Linked DNA regions of Mus musculus: all the other regions are linked to region 2. A link is a contact called in public Micro-C and promoter capture Hi-C data. All regions are on one chromosome and are shown on one strand. Each heading gives the region's core, a stretch centred on a gene start, on an enhancer-like site or on the middle of the called end of the contact. The rest is flanking DNA. Distances are from core to core; before and after follow the strand shown.

Region 1 (3,400 bases), core at 651-3,150, 640 kb after region 2:
CCAGCTGCTCCAGAGAACACACCAAGCAATGAGCTTTTTAGAAGGACTGAGATTTCTGGTAATTTCTACAGCTTCCACGAAGCTGAACCGCTCCTTCTGTGGACTGGAACATATCAACCATTTGTACAGCACATTCACAGCCAAGACAACATAAATGCATTAAATTTATCATCTGTAGTCCTTCAAGCATACTATTTTTAAATAGTACGAAATATTACTTAAAAGTTTCGCGCTATTACAAGCATGAAATAAATACAAAACGTTGTGTTGGTCTAGGTTTCCCGATACAAACACAAAACCCCCACCCCCGCGTTACCCTCCCCCACATGGTTCCCCAATAGCTTTCGTTCGAGTTTAGTGTGGATTTACCAGCTCCAACCTCCATTCTACTCTCCAGTGGGTTTTAAGGGCCTAGGGCAGGCTATTTACAACACAGCATTTAAAATAACAAGGCATTTTATTGTAAACGTGTTCCCCGCCCATCATTGAAAGTCCCTCCCACCACTGAAAGTCCCTCCCACCAAGGCCGTGATTTCTCGAAGGAAAGAAATAACCCACAGCTCCAATTTACATTTATACTATTCCAACTAGATGGCGAAGCTGAAAAACTCTCAGTTCAAAACTTCGGATTCTGTAATTCTGTATAGCAGCCTCTGTTGGTACCATATGAAGCTGACATTTTGAAGTGTGGTAAAAGTTAAGCAATTTCAAAGGAACCATGGTGAATTCGTTCAACAGCGTTTTCTATACCTGGATAACCAAAATTTTACGAGAGGCTGAATACTGTAATGTATTGTTAACTATAGTTAAGTTAAAAACAGGCTTTCTAAGCAGCGTCTGCATTCCTATGCTGGAAGATTTTTTTTTTTTTGTTAGCGCCTTATTACAACAGTTGCTAAAAGGGGAGAAAAGAAAAATCACAAAAAGTAGCCTTGTCTCCAGATTTAGCACTCAAAACTGGTGAGCATCATTTACTGACCTAACCTGGGGTTAAACTAAAAATATGGAGCAAGACTTGGTACAAATTCCCTAATAAGCGGCTACATTACGGGCAAGCAGGGGAAATTTAAAGGCGTGAAAAGTCCTCGCTCAAACTTTTTTGTCAACAAAATCTGCACGTCCAGTTCTCTCCCGCTCACACTCACAGGCATAAGTTTTCACCCGGCCGCCTCCTGCACGCCGCTGGTGGCCGAAGTCGCCCGGGCGAGACCCGGGCCACGCAGGCGAGGCTCGTGCGTGACCAGCGCTACGGACTCAGGCCGTGGAGTCGCGGCGGAGGCCGGCCCGGGAGAAGTCGGCTCAAAAGAGACGTTACGCAACCGCCCCGCACCGACCGCCGGACGGCGCAGCCGGGGACGGGACACCGGACACCGGGCGGGCACCGCGCCGCCGAGGGCCAGAGGTGCAGCGCGCAAGGCCGCGAGCGCGCGTGGTGGACGGCGCGGCGCACGGAGGCCCAGGCTGGGCGGGGTCGGCGCCGCGGGACGCGGGGTCTGGGCCTCCGGACGCCGCCGCGCGAGCACAACAAAGCCGCCCCGCCGCCGCCACCCGCTGCTCCGCACCCGCCCGGGACCCAGCGGACGGGTTGTCCCTGTCCCGCAGGGCAGCTCGCCCGTGGGACCGGGCGGAGCCCTGTCCCGACAAACTTCCCGGCCGCGGCCCCTCACCTCCGGGAGCGCTCTACACCCTCGGCGGCGTCCTGGCCCGCGGCTCCGGGACCTCGCGCGCCGGGAGACCGGGCGCCGGTGGCGGCAGTGGTTGCTGACCCCGGAGGGTCGGGGGAGCCCGGGGAAGCGGCGGCGGCGCTGGCGGCGGCGGCTCCATCTTCCCGGGGCGCTCACGCCGCGGTTCCGAAGCGCAGACCCGAGCGGGACATTCGCTACATTGTTGGCATTCCACGGGCGTCACGTGACCCCTCCTCCCGCGTCACTCCCGGCCGCATACCAGCCCGGGCGGGGCGCCCGCGGCCTTGCTACCCGCCGCCCGCTCCGCCCCACGGGCCGCTTCCTGCGCCGCCTGGCTGGGCGGCCACCTGCCCTGCGCTGGGCTCGCGTCGGAAGCCCCCAGCCCGGGAGCGCCGGTTTCCCTAAACGCCTCGTACCAGTGGGTGAGAAAAGTAAGTTCACAGGCCCCGGTGCCAGCCACGGAAAGTGCAGCCGGCTGCTGAGACCCGGGCATCAAATAATAAACCGGGACGCCTGACAGCCTGGGCTTAACCGGACGCAGGCTAACCAGCTCCCTCCCTGGGCACGTTTTAGGAAAGTGCCTTATGGTTTTATAAAACACATCAGTATTGCACGAACCAGCCGAGGAGACTGGCGTTTACACTTCGGCCACTCCTTTATCCTCCATTTGGGGATTTGGTCCAGGGACAGACGCTGAGAAATAACAGCGTGGAAGCAAAGTCTTTCGTTTACTATTGGCTGTCTAACGTCACACTCCCCACCAACTTACGATCTGTGGTAAGTGATGGTGGGGACTAATAGTCTTAAAAGTCAACCAGACTTCCTCTTTAATTAGCAAACGTGACATTTGAAGTTTCAATTCCGGAAGAAATTCACAAGAGTGAAGATCATTTGTACCAGTTTTTATTTTTGTCCTCGGGAAGGAAGTCGAGCCCCCTCTCCTGTGCCAAATTCAGGCTGTCTTGTCAGAAGAACCCTTGTCAGGACTGTTTTAACTGCCTCAACAGACTTTAGTCCTGGACTGCCCCTCACCACCACCACCCCCACCCCCACCCCCACCCCCACCTCTCTAATTCCCTTAAGGCTTCTTCCAGAGATTCTCATTTCTTTGTCCTTTGAACTTTAATAATTAAGCCTCTTGCAGATTAGCCTCATTTTCTTTAGTCAGCCTGACCCTGTGTGCTACACTGACATCTTGCACCGTGATGAGAAACCAATGCATCAAGTAATATTCTGTAAAAGAGGAGTCTAGCACTCACCTGGGAACTTCCTCCCCCATCTCCCCAAGCGCACTGGCAACCTTCACTGTGTGTTAAAAGTTCCTATCTCTTGCTCTAAGAAATGTTAGGGAAGCCGGTTAGTGATGCACACCTATAATCCCAGCTCTCAGGAAAGCAGGTGATCTCTGAGTTCAAGGTCAATCTGGTTACAGAGAGAATTCCGGGACAACCATGGCTACACAGAGAAACCCGGTAGAGGGGGAAAGTAGGGGTGCAGAGGGAGGGAGGGATGGAGGAAGGGAGAGAGAGACAGAGAGACAGAGACACCAGTGCCAAGGGATCCAATGCCTTGTTCTGTGGGTAAATGCACACACACATGTGCATATGCTTAGCACAGACACACACATAAATAAAAATAAATCTTTTTTTTAAAAGAACAAAAATAACTTTCTTTTTGTCAAACAGTGGTGGCGCATGTCTTTAATCCCAGTACTG
Region 2 (3,480 bases), core at 616-3,115:
GCTTCTAAATCCATGCAGTTGGAGTTAGCACAACATGGGGGTGGGGGTAGGGGGTTAATACATCTATAATAGCAGAACTCTGGAGGCTGAGGTAGGAGGAGTGTGCTAACTTGAGGAAAACTTTTCTGCAGAGCAAGACCCTGGCTCAAGAAAACAAACACCAAAAGAGACAAGAAAAGAAAAGAACAGAACCAAAACAAAAACAAACAAACAAACAAACAAAAAACCAAAAAATGGGAAGGCCGGATTGAACAAACAAGGTCAAGAAGAGAGAGAGAGAGAGAGAGAGAGAGAGAGAGAGAGAGAGAGAGAGAAAACTCCAAAAGAAAACCAAATAGCTGGGACATAGCTGTGGGTCCCGGCATATCTGATTGCAGCTGCTTGTCTTAAATGGCCTTTCTAAGTGGAAGGAGAGGTTAAAATTTGACCTCACAAAGGGGTTAGGAGTACTAAGCCAGCAGGTGAAATCGTCAATATTCAACTGTGGTGTAGGAGGTGATTTCCAGGCTGGCCTTAGGACTAGGTCACACGCAGGTCCCTACCTGGCATGGGACACCTGGAGATTGCCTTGAACCGGTGAATCATTCGCTCCTGAGTAGAAGGGAGCTTCTCCATGTTTATAGTATATACTGCATATGACCCTTATTTGCCTTAAAGGATACTTCGGGGAGCTGGTGGACTGCCTCTAGATGCTGACCCCACCGCACCCTCCACCCTTCTCATAATTCACTGGCTTTGCCCATAGTTCCCAAAGGACTCCGGGGTAAGTGTAGCCATGACTGAGCCAGGCTTCTCAGGACAATCCCGTGGACCTGAGCAATGGGTCCCATTTAGGCCTACGCTCCCTTCCCTTCCATTGAGGCAGCACCAAGGGGCTGATGCAATTGTCCTAAGGGACAAGTTTCTCAGCAGCACGCCATCTGTGAACCTGTGCCTTCCCTTCCAGCTGTAACGTCCCGCCTGGACGCAAATCCTTAAAAAGCATTTAAGGAAAGAAAAAAAAAAAAAGCAATCAAAATCTCCACCCGAGTGCAGGTTGGGGTTCCCCAGCTCGCGGGAGCGGCTACGGCCGCGCGTTTTGGGCGGTCGCCCACGTCACCCCAGTGCTTTAGGTGGTAAAGGTCAGTGTCTTCCCACGGAGGCTTCCTGCTTAACAAATGAAACTGAGTTTTCCTGCTCAGCTTTCGGTTAGCTAAAAACTTTTCAATGGCGGCAGACAACGCAGCCAGGAGGCCTCGGGAAAATTCTAGCGAAGGAATACTGGCGACACGTCGCAGTCGTGCGCGGAACAGCCTGGCCCCCGCGTCCCTCCCCACCCCGCGCTGTGCGGGACCTCCCGGCTCAGGCTGTGCGCGGCGGTGAGAGCAGCCGGCTCCAACCCCGAGCCGGGCCAGACGCCTGCAGCCGAAGAAACGCGTTCACAGCTCGGGTCCCTATGCACGGGTGGCGGTGGCCCGTAGGGACCGCGCAGCGCGTTCCGGCCTCGGTTTCCCAGGACCGTGGCGGCCCGCACCCCTCCTCGCACCTCACGCGTCCCTACTGGCTGAGTCTCGCGCCCCAGCCACCGTGGGGCGTTGCGGTCGGGGGCGGGTTACACCAGTGTGACTCGGTGGCGCGGATTGGCGGTCGCACCTGTGTCCGGAGGAGCGTGCAGCGTTGGGTGGCGGGAAGCGGCGAGGCGCTGTCCCCGGTAAGGAGCAGGTCTGAAGCGGGTCCCGGGGCCGCTCCTGGGTTGGTCCGAAATGGGTCGCCGGCTGATCCTGTGCTGGTCGCCGCGGGTCCCGGTGGAGGCTGCGCTCAGTGGACTGGAGCGCCGCCGACTGGCTGCGAGTTGGGAGAGCGGAGCGCGCCGCGCGCTGCGATCCTGGACACCTGTTGGCCGCGGCGCCTTTTAACCAAAGCCCTCACCCCGCCTCTCTCACCCTGGAGCGATTGAGAAAGTTGCGGAGGAGGCGGCTCCCAGTAGCCCGCCACCCCCAGCGCCACGGGCGGGGCTCTCCGGGCACCCAGAGCCGTCAGGGCCCGCCGAGTCGCGAGCTCTCCTGGAGCCTAGGTCACTCCCCACCCCACTCCGCCCCACCCCACCCCCAGCTCTCTTTGAGCTCAAGGCTCTTCCAGTGTCCTGTCCCGAGCGCAGCCTGAACAGAGCTGGTAGACCTGTGTCTTCACCCAGGACGCAGGTCGCAAAGCTCCAAGTCCCAGCTACTCGCTTTTGGGGGATTGGGTGATGTTGAAAGAGAGTTGATGTTGCTCTTACTACTCTCACTAGTGGAAAGTGTGCTGTTATATTCGAAGCTTCGCTGTAGTAATATTATATATACTTGTGTGTGTGTGTGTGTGTGTGTGTGTGTGTGTGTGTGCGTGTTAGATAAACGGACGGTACAGTTTTGTGTTGGCCTGCAGCTTCCAGTAGCGCACAGGAGACTCCTCTCCCGTAGTGCAGTGAGCTGAGGCATCTAGAATTCGGGTTCAAGGCAGACTAACAGAGGGCGCCGCCAGGGCTGGCCAAATTCTGGCTTCTATTTCTTTGAATTCCCGATTTAATTCGATCACTTTGAACAGGGTGCCAGTGGCTAGGACAGAAGAAGATGTAGAGGTGCGTCTCCAGGGCTGGCCTGGAAGTGGACTTGTCACAGTCTCTGGAGGGTTCTCTGCCTGTGCCCCCGCTCTCTGTGTCCTCTTTTCCACAACTGAAAGCATTGCAAGGAAGGGGCACCCAGATTCTGCCGGTGCAGGGGATGCGGAAGGGGGGGGGGAGCAGAAGAGGTTAGGCAAGCCCATCCCTCTTGGAGTCCAGGATGCTGGGAAGACCTGGGCAGCCTGCATCTACCTCTCTCCGCCAAGCTGTTCGTGGGTTTTGAGGGCTCGGTGTTCCACATTGCTTGGCTGTCTGGATAGTTTTGAGAGGAGTTACGGTGGACATTCACAAGAGCTAGCTACGCTTTGGGATACCTAGGCCAGCTAGCTTCACCTTACTACTTGCAACCCGAGTCCTACAGCTGCCAGGTTTGGAATGAAAACGGCACATCCCCACAAAGTTCCTTCAGATTAGCTTTACACGCAGTGAAGAGACTGATTCATTCTGACAAGGCCCGTCTGGTCGAAGGATTGGCTTTCAATGAAAGGACCATGGCTGAAGGTACATGCTTTCCCTGTAAAGCTGGCACATTGCCGCGGGCAGACCTGACTGCTCTTGCTTGGGCAGAGGAAGGTTGCACGCTCGCTTGCTACTACCCCCACCTCCTTTCTAACTGTAAGTCTTAGTCTAAGAGGGAGTGTCTCTAAGGAAGAGAGCCTCGGATCTGTGTCCAGCCCTTCAGAGAGAGAGAGATGTGCTGAATCAGCTTGTGTGGAATAACTGGCCAAGCAAGATGGGGTGGTACAACTCCCTTGGCCTGAGCACATCTAAAGATGAATCAAAGAGGAGATGAGGTAGTGGCAGCAGGCAGGGGTGGAAGGATGTTGGCACCTTTAGCTTCT
Region 3 (3,217 bases), core at 85-2,584, 690 kb after region 2:
AAGGAAGCCAGAAGAGGACATCAGAGCCTCTGGAACTGGAGTTACAGGTGTTTTGAATTGTAGCCTGGTCCTCTGTAAGAACCTCAAGTGAAGAGCATTCTCATAATGTCTCTGGATATACTCCTAGCAAAGATTTTCTCTAGAGTCTATCAGCAAGAAGGGGTTGTAAGGACTAGAGGATGACTAGCAAGGAACCCTAAAGAATCCAAAGTGTGTGCCAGCTTGCCTTCTCACCGGAGTTCAGAAGTGCCAAGGCCAACAGCTGCTACTGGCAGTGTCTAATTTTTGCAGATATACTACATCCGATTTGTTTGTAAAGCAATCTATTAAAAGCAGTCACCAGATCTTTAACGAACTCTCTGGGTTAGCAGTGACATTCCGAACCTTACATGCTTACTGTCTAGATTTCATTTTTAAAGCAACTGCTTTAAAATGGAGCTATGGGGTTTATGTTTTAGTATCTATAGCATATTGTGAAGGTTTCTTTCTTCCTTCCTTCCTTCCTTTCTATCTTTCCTTCTTTCTCTCTCTCTCTCTCTCTCTCTCTCTCTCTCTCTTTCTTTCTTTCTTTCTTTCTTTCTTTCTTTCTTTCTTTCTTTTTCTGAGACAGGGTTTCTCTGTGTAGCCCTGACTGTCCTGGAACTCACTCTGTAGACCAGGCTGGCCTCAAATGCAGAAGTCAGCCTGCCTCTGCCTCCCAAGTACTGGGATTAAAGGAGTGCGCCACCACTGGCCGGCATGAAGGTTTTTTCAATCAGTCTTTCTCACTGATACTTTTGTAGTTTTTGTTTTGAAACAGGCTCTCTCCACATAGCCCTGACTGTCCTGACACTCTGAAGACCAGGTGAAGGTATGCATCACCATGCCGCTGGATTTGCCTCTCTTGAATTTTGCGTGACATAAAAAGAGCCTATTTCATTCATAGCCCCTAAACAGACAGCTTTACCCCATCATCTACAGAAAAGGTATCATTTCGCTGGCCTTGCAGTACCTTTCTGCACTGGGGGTCCATATTAACCAGTTCAGTCGGTTTATCATCACTATGACTACCTGGTTCATATTTTTACATGTCATGTGAATTTTCTTAAGTTTTTCGTGATCGCTACACATTTTCATCACTACGCATGAAAATATTACGTTAAGCTGACCTGGGCAGTGAGCACGTAAGAAAACAACTAAGAACGATCAAGACGCCTGTAGAGCACTGCGCATGCGTGTGCCCCACCCCTCTCCCCAAGGCAACACGTACGCGCGCGCGTGCGTGCGTGTGCACCCACACATACGGAAATACGCCTGCGCCATGCGATGCCCCGCCTTGCCACTCGTTTCCTATAAAACCTCGTGCCTTTCCTCGCGAGAGACGACTAGCTCATGCTCGCCGCAGGGGTCGGAGGTCAGGGCGAGCGTCTCCCGGGCCGAAGGAGGAAGATGGCGGTGGAGTCGCGCGTTACCCAGGAGGAAATTAAGAAGGAGCCGGAGAAGCCGATCGACCGCGAGAAGGTGCGGGTTGCGGGCGGCTGCGGGGCAGAGGTGGCAGCAGCGGCGAGCTGGCGGGAGGGCGGGCGCGGCCTGCGGACGGGTGGGCGGGCAGGCCAAATGGCGCGCCCGAGGCTGACTCCCTGCTTCTCCGCAGACCTGCCCGCTCCTGCTGCGGGTCTTCACCACCAACAACGGCCGCCACCACCGAATGGACGAGTTCTCCCGCGGGAACGTGCCTTCGAGCGAGCTGCAGATCTACACCTGGTGAGCCGCGCGGGACCCGGGCCTGGCGGGCTGCGTCCTCGGGGACAGCCAGGGCGGGCTCGCCCGCCGTGTGACGCCTTTCGGGAGTGGGGATGAAACGTTAGGTCAGAGTGAACTGACCGGCGTCGCTCTCGCCGTGTGGCCGCCCGGTACAAAAGGATACGTAGGTAGCTTACGGTGCGGTAGGATAAGATGGTAGAGGACGGGGAGGGAGATGGCTGTTGAGTGAACCGTGTTCGCAGAGTGGAGGCAATGGGAAGCCTCGAGCCACGCAGCACCAAGATATTAAAAAGCACCATCAACACCGAGCCCTTTCTGCCCCGGCCCTTGGTGTCAAAGCGTTTGGTGTTTGCACGGTGAGGACGGCTGTCCCAAGTGTTTCATCTCCGAGTACCTGCCTTGCTCAGGACCCACGCAGCTAGGACCGTTACAGGCTTGTCCTTTGGATTGTGTCAGGTTGACACTGTAATAGCTTTGGAAAAGCAGCAAAGGCGAATTTTAATACATTTTTGTTGCGGTGGTAAGATACACCACAAAAGAGTCCCTTTCTCGGGAAAACAGACAAACAACCCCCCATCCCCCCACCCCCATCCAAAACACGAGCTAGTGATTGAATTTATAAGGGAAAACTACTGAGTAGCGGCTGAATTTAAGCCACTCTCCACATACTAAAATTCCGTGTCCCCCAACAAATGAATTTTCCAGCTTGCCCGGACTTTGCTTAAGTGCTGCTTTTCTATTCCGTGAGCCCAGCTTTCTAAAGAGGGTTATCTCTCTGTTATCTGTAGAGATTGTTCCAGAACCACATGGATATCAAAATCTTGGAATAATCAAGTTTTTCACTTTAAAAATGTAGTGTTTACTGTACACACCTTTCAGCATATGCTCTTGAGACTTTCTGCTATAAAGCTTACCCTTCTTCTGCTAGGGCACTCAGACTGTAAAAGCTTGTTTAATTTTTAAAAATTGCCTCAAAAGAAAATCAGAGTTTATGCCAGCATTGAAGTTCACTAGGAACGATATATAAAATTTCGGAGTTAATTGCAGAATAGAGTATGAATTCTGGCCAGGTAAAATTTAGTTGCAAAAATACATAAGAAGGTAACAGTTGTCTGAAGTTTTATAACTTATTTTATTACACAGTGAACTACATACAGTTATGAAAAAATAAGATTTTACTTGAACTATGCACACTGGTGTATGTATAGTTTGTGTCAGTTTCGATATTATATCTTCCAAATTGTAATTTGTTTTTTATGTATATGTGTGTTTACCTTCATGTATGTGTGTGCCCCGCATAAATGCCTGGTGCCTACTGAGGTCACAAGTGGGTATCAGATCTCTGGGACTGGAGTTAGAAATGGCTGTGAGCTGCTCTGTTGGTGCGGGAGTTGAACTCAGTTCTTCTGCAAGAGTGACAGTGTCCCTCCGTCTGAAAGACTGAGTTCTGTTACAGGAACATGGAGAAATAAAT

Evidence for each region. Promoter capture Hi-C pulls out the DNA fragments that hold promoters and counts their contacts. Hi-C and Micro-C count contacts between places; a contact is called where the count stands out from the background.
Region 1: a contact with region 2 is called in a Micro-C map of embryonic stem cells, with 2.7 times the contacts expected there. The contact joins the promoter of Lats2 here to the promoter of Gjb2 in region 2. A contact is called at or near these places in 4 of 39 promoter capture datasets (embryonic stem cells, hippocampal neurons and liver), 1 of 484 Hi-C or Micro-C datasets (embryonic stem cells) and 1 of 115 datasets of contacts at active chromatin or transcription factors (pancreatic cancer cells).
Region 3: a promoter capture Hi-C map of hippocampal neurons shows a contact between it and region 2, with 4 times the contacts expected there. The contact joins the promoter of Sap18 here to the promoter of Gjb2 in region 2. A contact is called at or near these places in 2 of 39 promoter capture datasets (cranial neural crest and hippocampal neurons).

The regions. Positions count from the first base shown.
Region 1 is chr14:57,744,223-57,747,622 of GRCm38.p6, forward strand. Lats2 (large tumor suppressor 2) reads right to left here and starts at 1,901. Exons shown (of 8, transcript NM_015771.2): 1 at 1,668-1,901. It overlaps Gm52140, which reads left to right. Exons shown (of 3, transcript XM_030248241.1): 2 at 1,073-2,116. The coding sequence ends at 2,090.
Region 2 is chr14:57,102,837-57,106,316 of GRCm38.p6, forward strand. Gjb2 (gap junction protein, beta 2) reads right to left here and starts at 1,866. Exons shown (of 2, transcript NM_008125.3): 1 at 1,633-1,866. It overlaps Gm32912 (a long non-coding RNA gene), which reads left to right and starts at 1,829. Exons shown (of 5, transcript XR_383459.4): 1 at 1,829-3,480.
Region 3 is chr14:57,796,855-57,800,071 of GRCm38.p6, forward strand. Sap18 (Sin3-associated polypeptide 18) reads left to right here and starts at 1,335. Exons shown (of 4, transcript NM_009119.3): 1 at 1,335-1,500; 2 at 1,634-1,743. The coding sequence starts at 1,372. Mir3077 (microRNA 3077) reads left to right here and starts at 1,570; the gene lies at 1,570-1,633.